2 separate regions of the Mus musculus genome follow, and region 1 is linked to region 2. The links are chromatin contacts, called in public promoter capture Hi-C maps. All regions are on one chromosome and are shown on one strand. Each heading gives the region's core, a stretch centred on a gene start, on an enhancer-like site or on the middle of the called end of the contact. The rest is flanking DNA. Distances are from core to core; before and after follow the strand shown. Region 1 holds the start of Cnpy2 (canopy FGF signaling regulator 2). Region 2 holds the start of Rbms2 (RNA binding motif, single stranded interacting protein 2).

The links. Capture Hi-C pulls out chosen DNA fragments and counts their contacts.
Region 1: a promoter capture Hi-C map of adipose tissue shows a contact between it and region 2. The contact joins the promoter of Cnpy2 here to the promoter of Rbms2 in region 2. A contact is called at or near these places in 8 of 39 promoter capture datasets (the 3T3-L1 cell line, the C10 cell line, the HPC-7 cell line and 5 more), 1 of 484 Hi-C or Micro-C datasets (embryonic stem cells), 4 of 115 datasets of contacts at active chromatin or transcription factors (the SCID.adh cell line, embryonic stem cells and trophoblast stem cells) and 2 of 9 other capture datasets (adipose tissue and pancreatic islet).

Annotation. Positions count from the first base shown.
Region 1 is chr10:128,319,656-128,324,049 of GRCm38.p6, forward strand. It overlaps Cnpy2 (canopy FGF signaling regulator 2), which reads left to right and starts at 2,804. Exons shown (of 6, transcript NM_019953.1): 1 at 2,804-3,120; 2 at 3,675-3,787; 3 at 3,929-4,044. The coding sequence starts at 3,700. It overlaps Pan2 (PAN2 poly(A) specific ribonuclease subunit), which reads left to right. Exons shown (of 26, transcript NM_133992.3): 25 at 593-790; 26 at 1,079-1,703. The coding sequence ends at 1,110.
Region 2 is chr10:128,173,822-128,178,878 of GRCm38.p6, forward strand. It overlaps Rbms2 (RNA binding motif, single stranded interacting protein 2), which reads right to left and starts at 2,747. Exons shown (of 13, transcript NM_019711.2): 1 at 2,529-2,747. The coding sequence starts at 2,594.

The sequences.
Region 1 (4,394 bases), core at 1,554-4,053, 150 kb after region 2:
ATACTGTCTTAACAACGATAGCAAAAAGCTACAACAATCTCTCAGGAGGCAGAGGCAGGTGGATGTCTGAATTCGAGGCCAGTCTGGTCTACAGTCTCAGTTCCAGGACAGCCAGGGCTACACAAAGAAACCCTGTCTTCAAACAAACAAAAAATCTACAAGAACAACAAAACAGGAATCATTTTAGAATAAAGAATAGTTATTTCTCAAGTTAGAATTACCATTTTTTTCAGCTAATGGTTTTAGTTAGATCTATCACTAATTTAAGAAGACGTTTTCTGGGTCTGACGAGTTGGCTTAGAGCACCTACCACTGCTCTTGCAGAGGGCCCAGGATCAAGCCCCAGTGCTTAACATGATAGCTCACAACCGCTCACAACCGTGTGTAACCTCAGTTCAGGCAATCTGACACCATCTTTTGACCTTCATGGTCACCATGCACACCCATACATAGACCACGCAGGCAAAACAGTCAGTAAACATAAAATAAGAAAAGATGTTTCTAGGAGACTGCGTGGGAGTGTTGTGGGTGCCAGGATAGAGATGGGGTGCCTGCCGCCTTTGTGAGTTCCTTAAGTATCGGTGTACCCCAGACCTGAAGATTCAAGGTGAGACCCATGACAGCATTGAGGATGCCCGCACAGCCCTTCAACTCTACCGGAAGTATCTGGAGCTGAGCAAGAACGGCACCGAGCCCGAGTCCTTCCACAAGGTGCTCAAGGGTCTCTATGAGAAGGGCCGAAAGATGGACTGGAAGGTGCCTGAGCCTGAAAGCCAGACAAGTCCCAAGAGTAAGGCTGGGCTGAGGCGAGGGAAACTGGGCTGGGTAGGTGTTGCTGGCATATGTCGAGCTTGTATACCACCACCTCAGATTATAATACCCCTACCTGCTCCTGAAGTGTCTGACAGTTCACACATCACTCAGTGTTTCCAATAGTCAGTGAGAGAGACACTGGTGTAGCCGCTTGCTCAGGGAAATGTCCATGCCTTGCCCTACTTCCCTCATGCTCTTTCTGTATAGTGAGTGTCCTGGTGCCTCCTCTGCTCACCCTGGTCTCCGTGATTCTGTCTCCTAACAGATGCAGCTGTCTTCTCAGTGCTGGCACTGTGAGCTGCCTTCCCTTTCAGTGCTGTCCCCAGAACTGAGAGGTGGCTTCTCAAGTCGGCTTTACCCTGTCCACTTCCAGAACTGGATCTGCTCAGGGTCTACAGATGGTGCTATTAATAGAACTGGAAAGCAGCAAAATTGTTGCAAAGGTTCTAGCTGCCAGATTCCCCCTTTATCCTCTGCAAAACAGTGGGCCAGAAACAAAGCCTAAAGTGACCCAGGTGGAGTGATTGGTGTTCGTAATAAATATCCTGGGCAACTGATATCTGTACAAAAGAGCTCTAGAACCAGAACTCTCAGTTCCCAGTCTGCTAGAGAACTGAAGTCCTGGACAGTCACAGGGTACAGAGACCCAGGCAGCTCCAGCATCTAGCTGCTTGAGAGACGGTGGCTGGGTGGACCAGCTTGTAGAGTCTCAATGGGCCAATCAAACCGGTGTGCAGGAAGCTGAGCTACTGGCTTCATTCCTGACCACAGCTGAGAAGTATCTGTCTTCCATACATTCTATCTCGAGTTTTGTTTTATTTTTTAAAAATTTTGCTTAAAACAGCATGTTTTATAAAATAAAAGTATTTTTATCTCATTAGAAAACCGCTAGTGTGGGATTCTTTGGCTTCTTTCTTTCTTTGATTTGACTTCACCAAACAATGAGAAAATGAAAACTGTGTTTTCAGATCCACACCTAGAAATGAAGATTCTGAGTCCCAGAATGAATGGATCCAGGAGGAACATAGTTTTTTTGTTTTTTTGTTTGTTTGGTTGGTTTTTGGTTTGTTTTTTGAGACAGGGTTTCTCTGTAGCCCTGGCTGTCCTGGAACTCACTTTGTAGACTAGGCTGGCCTCGAGAACTCAGAAATCCGCCTGCCTCTGCCTCTCAAGTGCTGGGATTAAAGGCATGCGCCACCATGCCGGGCACCAGGAGGAACATAATTGTTCTTCCCCTGGACGGTGTTCGGTCTTTGCTGTAGTTGCCTAGCACCCTAAATACATAAAGCGATCACAAATCCCAGTTTATCTCAAGACCTTAAGGCGTGGTGTCAACCTGTTATCCTAACAGCGGAGCAGTTGAGAACCACAGTCCCCAACCAGCCTGCGATGGGGAGTTGAGTTCAAGGCATCCTGGGCTACATAGCAAGACACTGCTTCACTCATGACAGTACCTGCGGTGTGCCGAAAATTCAGAGAGGAATTGCTCTATTCACAGCGTGAGAGCTAAGAAGAATATTGACCGTAATATAACCCACACCCCCATCCTCAGAGGATAAATTAAGAGAAATCTCCAAGAACCTGCCTGAAAAGGCAGATAATACCAAAAATGATATTACCCAATACATACCTAATGACGATCATTTATTAATTTGGTACAAGAAGGAAGTTGTTTTAAAAACTAGTTTTTTTGTTTGTTTGTTTGTTTTTTTTTTAAGAAAGAAAAAGACCTGTAGCTACTGGCAGAGTGGTACTGCAGTGCTTCCTGGGAAATGTAGTTTGCTGTATCATGAAATCTTTGTGCATTGAAACCTAGGCTTCTCTCCCACTACTAATTGCATCTGTTTGCAAGTCCTAGCCCACCTGGACTGATGCAATTTCCCCAGGCACCCCATGCGCTCGGTCCTCACTGTAAGCTAGGCTACCTTTGTTCTTTGGTTGGTCACGTGAACCAATTCGCCACGCAAGTCTGGGTCCTCAAGTCTTCCAAGGGGTCCTCGCTGCCTCGGAGGCGCTCCTAAAGCTGCCTGCTCGCGCGAGAGTTTGGAGGGGCGGGCTTAGGGTCAGTTTCGGTGGGGGGCTCGCACGGGACCCTCAGATCTCCGCTTAGGTGCCTAGTTAAGTGCGGGAAGCTGGGCCAGGCGGTCACTGGCCACCCTGAACCTGGCGGGAGCCGGAGCGCTCTGGAGAAGCCGGGACAGCCCCGTTTTTCCCAGCCAGCTGCTAGGGTTGGGACCCACAGAAAACAAAGTGAGAGTCCGGCTGCTTTCCAGAGCCTGGGCCACGGCGGCGGCCGTGGGAGCAGAGGTGGGACAGATGCGAGCGTCAGAGGCTGTGGGCGCACTGAGGTTGGGAATGGACCCGAGCAAAGCGATGGCGGAGTCCTTACAAAAGGGGCTGGTCTGTCTGCACGGGAGCTACTTACATTCTAGAGATGGGGATTCCGGAACCCTTGGTGCTAGGTCCACATAGGCCCTGGTTATGGAGTGTGCTCGCTGGCTTCATGGCCTGACTGGTTCCTTGCTGGCAGCTCCTTTCTGCCCGTCATTCTCACGTAATCGATAACCTCCATCTCAAAGCTACTGCATAGCTCTGTGAGTCCTCAGTGTCCTCAAAGTATCAAAACCCAGGCCCTCACCTGTGGAGGACATAGTTTCTGGATCTGAGTCCCAGTCCCGAGCTCTCACTCCCTATTCCCCCATCCCGAACTCCGGTCCCTCGGGTGTTTGTAACGAGGTTTTTTCCTGGAAAACAATCCGAATCACACCAAGGCCTCTGAAGGCCTTGGAATGAGGGGTGACGGTCATGGGGGAAATGGATCGCTCTCCTCACACCTGTGTTTCATTTTCATACAAATCCAGGTGGAGCGACCCTGTTACACTAAAGATGAAAGGCTGGGGTTGGCTAGCCCTACTTTTGGGGGTCCTGCTGGGAACTGCCTGGGCTCGAAGGAGCCAAGATCTACACTGTGGAGGTAAAAGCACGAAGACCAGTGGAGAAGTGGGAGGAAGATGACCCGTGGGAGTCATGAGATCCAAAGCTTGGAACAAGGATGGATAGAAAAACCCTCATTCCCCTCACCATCCCCACTCCCTGTTCTCTTCCCTGACACCAGCTTGCAGGGCTCTGGTGGATGAATTAGAGTGGGAAATTGCCCGCGTGGACCCCAAGAAGACCATTCAGATGGGATCCTTCCGAATCAATCCAGATGGCAGCCAGTCAGTTGTGGAGGTAATTTACTATCCCTCAAATAAAGTAGCTCACTCGGGCTTAGAGTATGAACTTGTTCGAAGAGAAGAAAGCAGGAAGTCATTCGACCTGTAATGATAATGATCTCAACCCTCAGAGGCGGGACCAGAAGGATCTTTCTGAGTTCTAGTTCTGGTCTACCCCATAGAATTAGGTACTGTCTTCGAAAAGAAAAGAAACAGCCTGGTGTGATGGTACATATCATTAATCCCAGCAGAGGCAGGCTGATCTTGAATTTGAGGCCAGCCTGGTCTACAAAGAGAGTTCCAGGACAGCCAAGGCTGTTATAGAGAGAAACCCTATCTCAAAAAACCAACCAAACAAACAAACAA
Region 2 (5,057 bases), core at 1,497-3,996:
CAGGACAAATTTCAGGAAGGGAGTGACTTTCTCCTTCAACCATGGGACCTGGGGCTTGAAACGACAATTGCTTTCACCCACAGGGCCATCCCACCATCCCCCAAGGTCTTCTTGGCAAATACAATTAGTGACTATGCAGCTGCTCCCACTCCTACCCTATCCAAAGACAGTATTTCCTGAACTGTTTCCCAGACCTTATAAATTATCAGGAAGAGATATGAGATTAAGTTGAAATCTGCAGTCCTATCTCTTGGTCCCCAAGTTCTCCTACACTTACAATCTAAACATCTGGCTGTTGGCTTAGTCACCAAGTGCATGTGCAAGGCCACACGTTCCATCCCCAGCATCAGCATCAACAAAAAAACAAAAAGAAAAAAAAGAAGGAAACTAAATCTTAGACATCCCCCATACTCCAAAGGGAAAGGAGAACTGAGAAAATATTTTAGATATATTCAAATACATAACAACCTGAAAGAGAAAATCCATTTCCTTTTATTCTAATGGGTATCCTGAGAAACTTGGAGGGGAAAAAGAATCAGAAGAGGCTGTGTAGTAGGAGCCCTGGGAAGGCTGAGCCAGGAGGATTACAAGTTTGAGGGCCAGTTGGGCTACATAATAAAACCAAATTAGAAAGAAAGGAAGGCTAGCACTTAGGAGGCAGAGACAGGTGGATTTCTGAGTTCGAGGCCAGCCTGGTCTACAGAGTGAGTTCCAGGACAGCCAGGGCTATACAGAGAAACCCTGTCTCAAAAAACCAAAAAGAAGAAGAAGAAGAAGAAGAAGAAGAAGAAGAAGAAGAAGAAGAAGAAGAAGAAGAAGAAGAAGAAGAAGAAGAAGAAGAAGAAGAAAAGGAAGGAAGGAAGGAAGGAAGGAAGGAAGGAAGGAAGGAAGGAAGAGAAAGAAAGAAAGAAAGAAAGAAAGAAAGAAAGAAAGAAAGAAAGAAAGAAAGAAAGAAAGAAAGAAAGAAAAAGATAAGAGGCAATGGCTCATTCATATCTGTGATCCTGTGACCAGCCTGGGCTACAGAGTGAGTTTTAGGCCAACTTGGAGCAAAGACGGAGACCATGTCTCAAAACCCAAAACTAATAGAAAATGAGAATGAAACTTGTATACAGTACTATAAAGAGCTGAGGAGAATAAAGATAGGTGGAATGTTCCCTTTCAAACACACATACATATAAAATGAATTATATATACATATATACACATATAACATATATATATATGCATATATATATATTAGAAGGGCATCAGTTAATACCTATTGAAATATATAATATAATGTTTGTATATGTGTGTAATCAAAAATATGCATAGAGCTTCATTTCTTTTTTTGTTTTTGTTTGTTTTTTGACACAGGGTTTCTCTCTGTAGCTCTGGCTGTCCTGGAACTTGCTTGTAGTCCAGGCCGGTGTTGAACTTAGAGATTGGACTGCCTCTGCTTCCTGGGTACTAGATTTAAAGGCTTGCACCATCACCTGGCTGTAGAGCTTTCTTTCTTAAGCACATAAACAGAATGAAAACCACATAAACTACCCACCAGAGTACTGCCCTGATGAGATACTAGTATTCGAGTCTCTGAAATGGTCTTTTCAGGTCCACGAGGATATGAATCTCTCCCCACCTCCAACATTCCATCAAACAAGCATAGATCTCTGCACCACGTGTTTTCTTAAAGAACAGCTGTAATGCTCAAAAGAGACCAAAAAGTCTTCCTGCTATGGCTCAAAGCTCCTCCTCCAGCATTGCATACCACAAAATGCCAAGAAACTGCCAAGGATACTCTCTGGCAAATGTGGGCAAGCCTGTCTATCTCTCTCCAGGCTGTTCATTCACTCAAACATACCTTAACTCCTCAGGCAGCCAGGGGTTAATCATAAAGACTCCAGGGATCCTTGCTAAGCCTGGCTATCTGCAGGGTTCCAAGTATCCTCTCAAAAGGCATGACCCAAAGAATCACAGAGCTTTCTGCCTTAATCCCAAAGCATGTTATCTCCCCAAATTCCTCTGCCAGGATGGGTGGGGTGGGGTAGGGTCTCTCGTCTAGAAGCACACACTTAATTCTTGATGAGCCTTGAGACCTCTCAAACTACCTGTAATTTTTCTGCTATCTGGTGGGTTGAGTAAAAAGCGAAGTGAGGTGGGGGTAAGGGTGGATGCAATTAACCAAAATGATAAAATAATCTTGCCGGGTGTGAGCCTAGGGACAAGGTCTGAGTTGTCAGACTATCCCCGGGACCATGGGCGCAGCAGCAGACAGGCAGACTAACTTCGTTTCAGAAGATACAAACTTGCAAAGTTGGTTGTTTTTATTCCGCTGCCTCCTCCAGCCTCACAAACTTCTGCTCTAAATTCCTTTAACTCCAGAACCAGGTGCAAAAAGGCAGGAAAGACGCGGTGGAAGGAGAGGCGCTGAAGGGGGACAGAGGAATCTCGTTCCCCTCTTAAAGGAGAATTCTAAAACCAAGGGCGCTCCTGGATCCCTAGGAAAGGAAGTAGCTGATTCCCCAAAAGCACTTTTTTCCTACCTTCTTGTTGTTCTTGTTATAGCCAAAAGTCGAAATCCCAGGCCTGGAAGTCACTGATAGCAGCATTTTTTCTTTACTGTTACGGAGCTGAGAGAGAGAAAGAAGAGAGTGAAGGAAAGGGAGGGAGAAAGAGGGAGGGAGGAGGGGAGGGGGAAAGGAGAGGGAGAGAGGAAGGGAGGGAAAGAGGGAGGGAAGGGAGAAGGGAGGGGGAGGAGAAAGAGGAGAAAAGGAGCACGCAAGAGAGAGAGAGGGAGTGGGGGGGGGGCCTGCGGGGAAGAATGAGCTAGGTCTGCTCCTTACGTCACTGAGAGAAGTTAACCCAAAGTCAGAACGAGCCACTTCCACTGGGTCCTAATGCCCGGGATGTTCTGTTTTGGTTTTGGTTTTCATAGGCTTAGTTCAAGCTAGAAAGAAGAATTCTTAGGTCTAATCCTTTTCAAATGTAACCCTGTTTCTCCATGAACAAGTTCTGATTATTATGAAAAGACAATTAACCTATTATTAATAAAAGACAATGGTTTTTGTTGTTGTTTTGTTTTGATTTGAAGCTTTCTTTCCCTGAGATCTCAGCTACAAGATTTCAAACTTGGCCTGAAAAATGTCTTAGTAAGTTGCCAGGCCTATGCTCAGTTCCCAGATCTACATGGTAGAAGGAGAGAACCAGCTACCAAAAATTTTTCTCCCCCGACCCCAGCACCCAATGTGGCATGCCCACATATGCACATACAAAAAGAAATAAATGAAATAGTATATATATATATATATATATATATTTAAAGACATCAAGCTTAGTGTAAAAGGACCATCTTGACTGCCTCCCAGAGCATGGAAAGAAGACTATATGGCAATACCGTGTGTGAGAGCTCAGAGCTCAGACTAGTTTATATTAGGGTGATTTTTTTTTTTTTTTTTTTTGGTTTTTGAGACAGGGTTTCTCTGTGTAGCCCTGGCAGTCCTGGAACTCACTTTGTAGACCAGGCTGGCCTCGAACTCAGAAATCCACCTGCCTCTGCCTCCCGAGTACTGGGATTAAAGGTGTGCACCACCACGCCCAGGCCCAGCTTATATTAGGGTGATCTTGATGCAGTAAGAAAGATTTTGGAGTCTGGAGAGCTGGCTCAGGGGTTAAGAGCATGGCTGCTACTCCAGGAGAGCACAGCTGATTCCCAGCATCCACATGAGGTGACTCACAGTCACCTCTATGGCCACTAGCTTCCATGGATACCAGCATGCTCACACATGTGTGCTCTCTCTCCCTCTCCCACTCCCCCCCCCCATCATATACACATGCATACGTATATACACATACATAAGTACACAAAACACACACAGAGACACACATACACACACAATGTTTTATTTTTTATTTTTTGAGACAGGGTTTCTCTGTGTAGCCCTGAATGTTCTGGAACTCACTCTGTAGACCAGGCTGGCCTGGATATCTGCCTACCCCTGCCTCCCAAATGCTGGGATCAAAGGTGTGCACCCCCACTGCCAAGCTAATTTTTTTAACATTAAAAAAAAAGTATCTTGGAGCTGGCGAGATGGCTCAGTGGTTAAGAGTGCCAACTGCTTTTCCGAAGGTCCCGAGTTCAAATCCCAGCAACCACATGGTGGCTCACAACCATCCGTAATGAAATCTGACGCCCTCTTCTGGAGTGTCTGAAGACAGCTACAGTGTACTTACATATAATAAATAAATAAATAAATAAATAAATAAATCTTTAAAAAAAAAGTATCTTAAAATTAATAGGGCTGGTGAGATGGTTCAGTGGGTAAGAGCACCTACTGCTCTTCCAAAGGTACTGAGTTCAAATCCCAGCAACCACATGGTGGCTCACAACCACCCATAATGAGATCTGATACCCTCTTCTGGTGCGTTTGAAGACAGCTACAGTGAACTTATTCTAATAAATAAATCTTTTAAAAGAAAGAGAAAAAAGTAATTAATTAATTAATTAATTAATAATAATACAGAGAAACCCTGTCTCAAAAAACAAATAATAATAATAAGAAGAAGAAAAAGCATGGCCTAGGGATGGTGATACACTGCTTAAAGCTGGAACTCCAGCATGTATGAAGAAAGATCACCAAAAGCCTGAGGCCAGCCAAGGCCACAGAGTGACCAGTGACCGTAGGATCCACTGCAGAGCTTGAGGGAAAAGGCCAGCCTAGGCTATACTTTTTTTCACATGATAGTTCAGCAGGTAAAGGTGCTGAAAGATCTGGATTAATTCCTGGGACCCACGGGGTACAAGGGAGAAGAACCTACTCCTGAAATTTGTCCTCTGACCACCGTATGTGCTATAGTATACACTCACCAACACACACACACATACACACACACATTTTAAATGTAATAAAAGAGGACAAAAGTGAGTATGTTAAAAGCATATACAAATTAAATATACAATGGCAATAACTTCAGAGCCCTTGTTCCGTTCTGTCTGGGGTGACCGTTCCCAGCGCGAAGGCATCATCCCGAGACCAAGTCCACGCACCTCGCACCTCGGTGCTTTTGAACAAGTG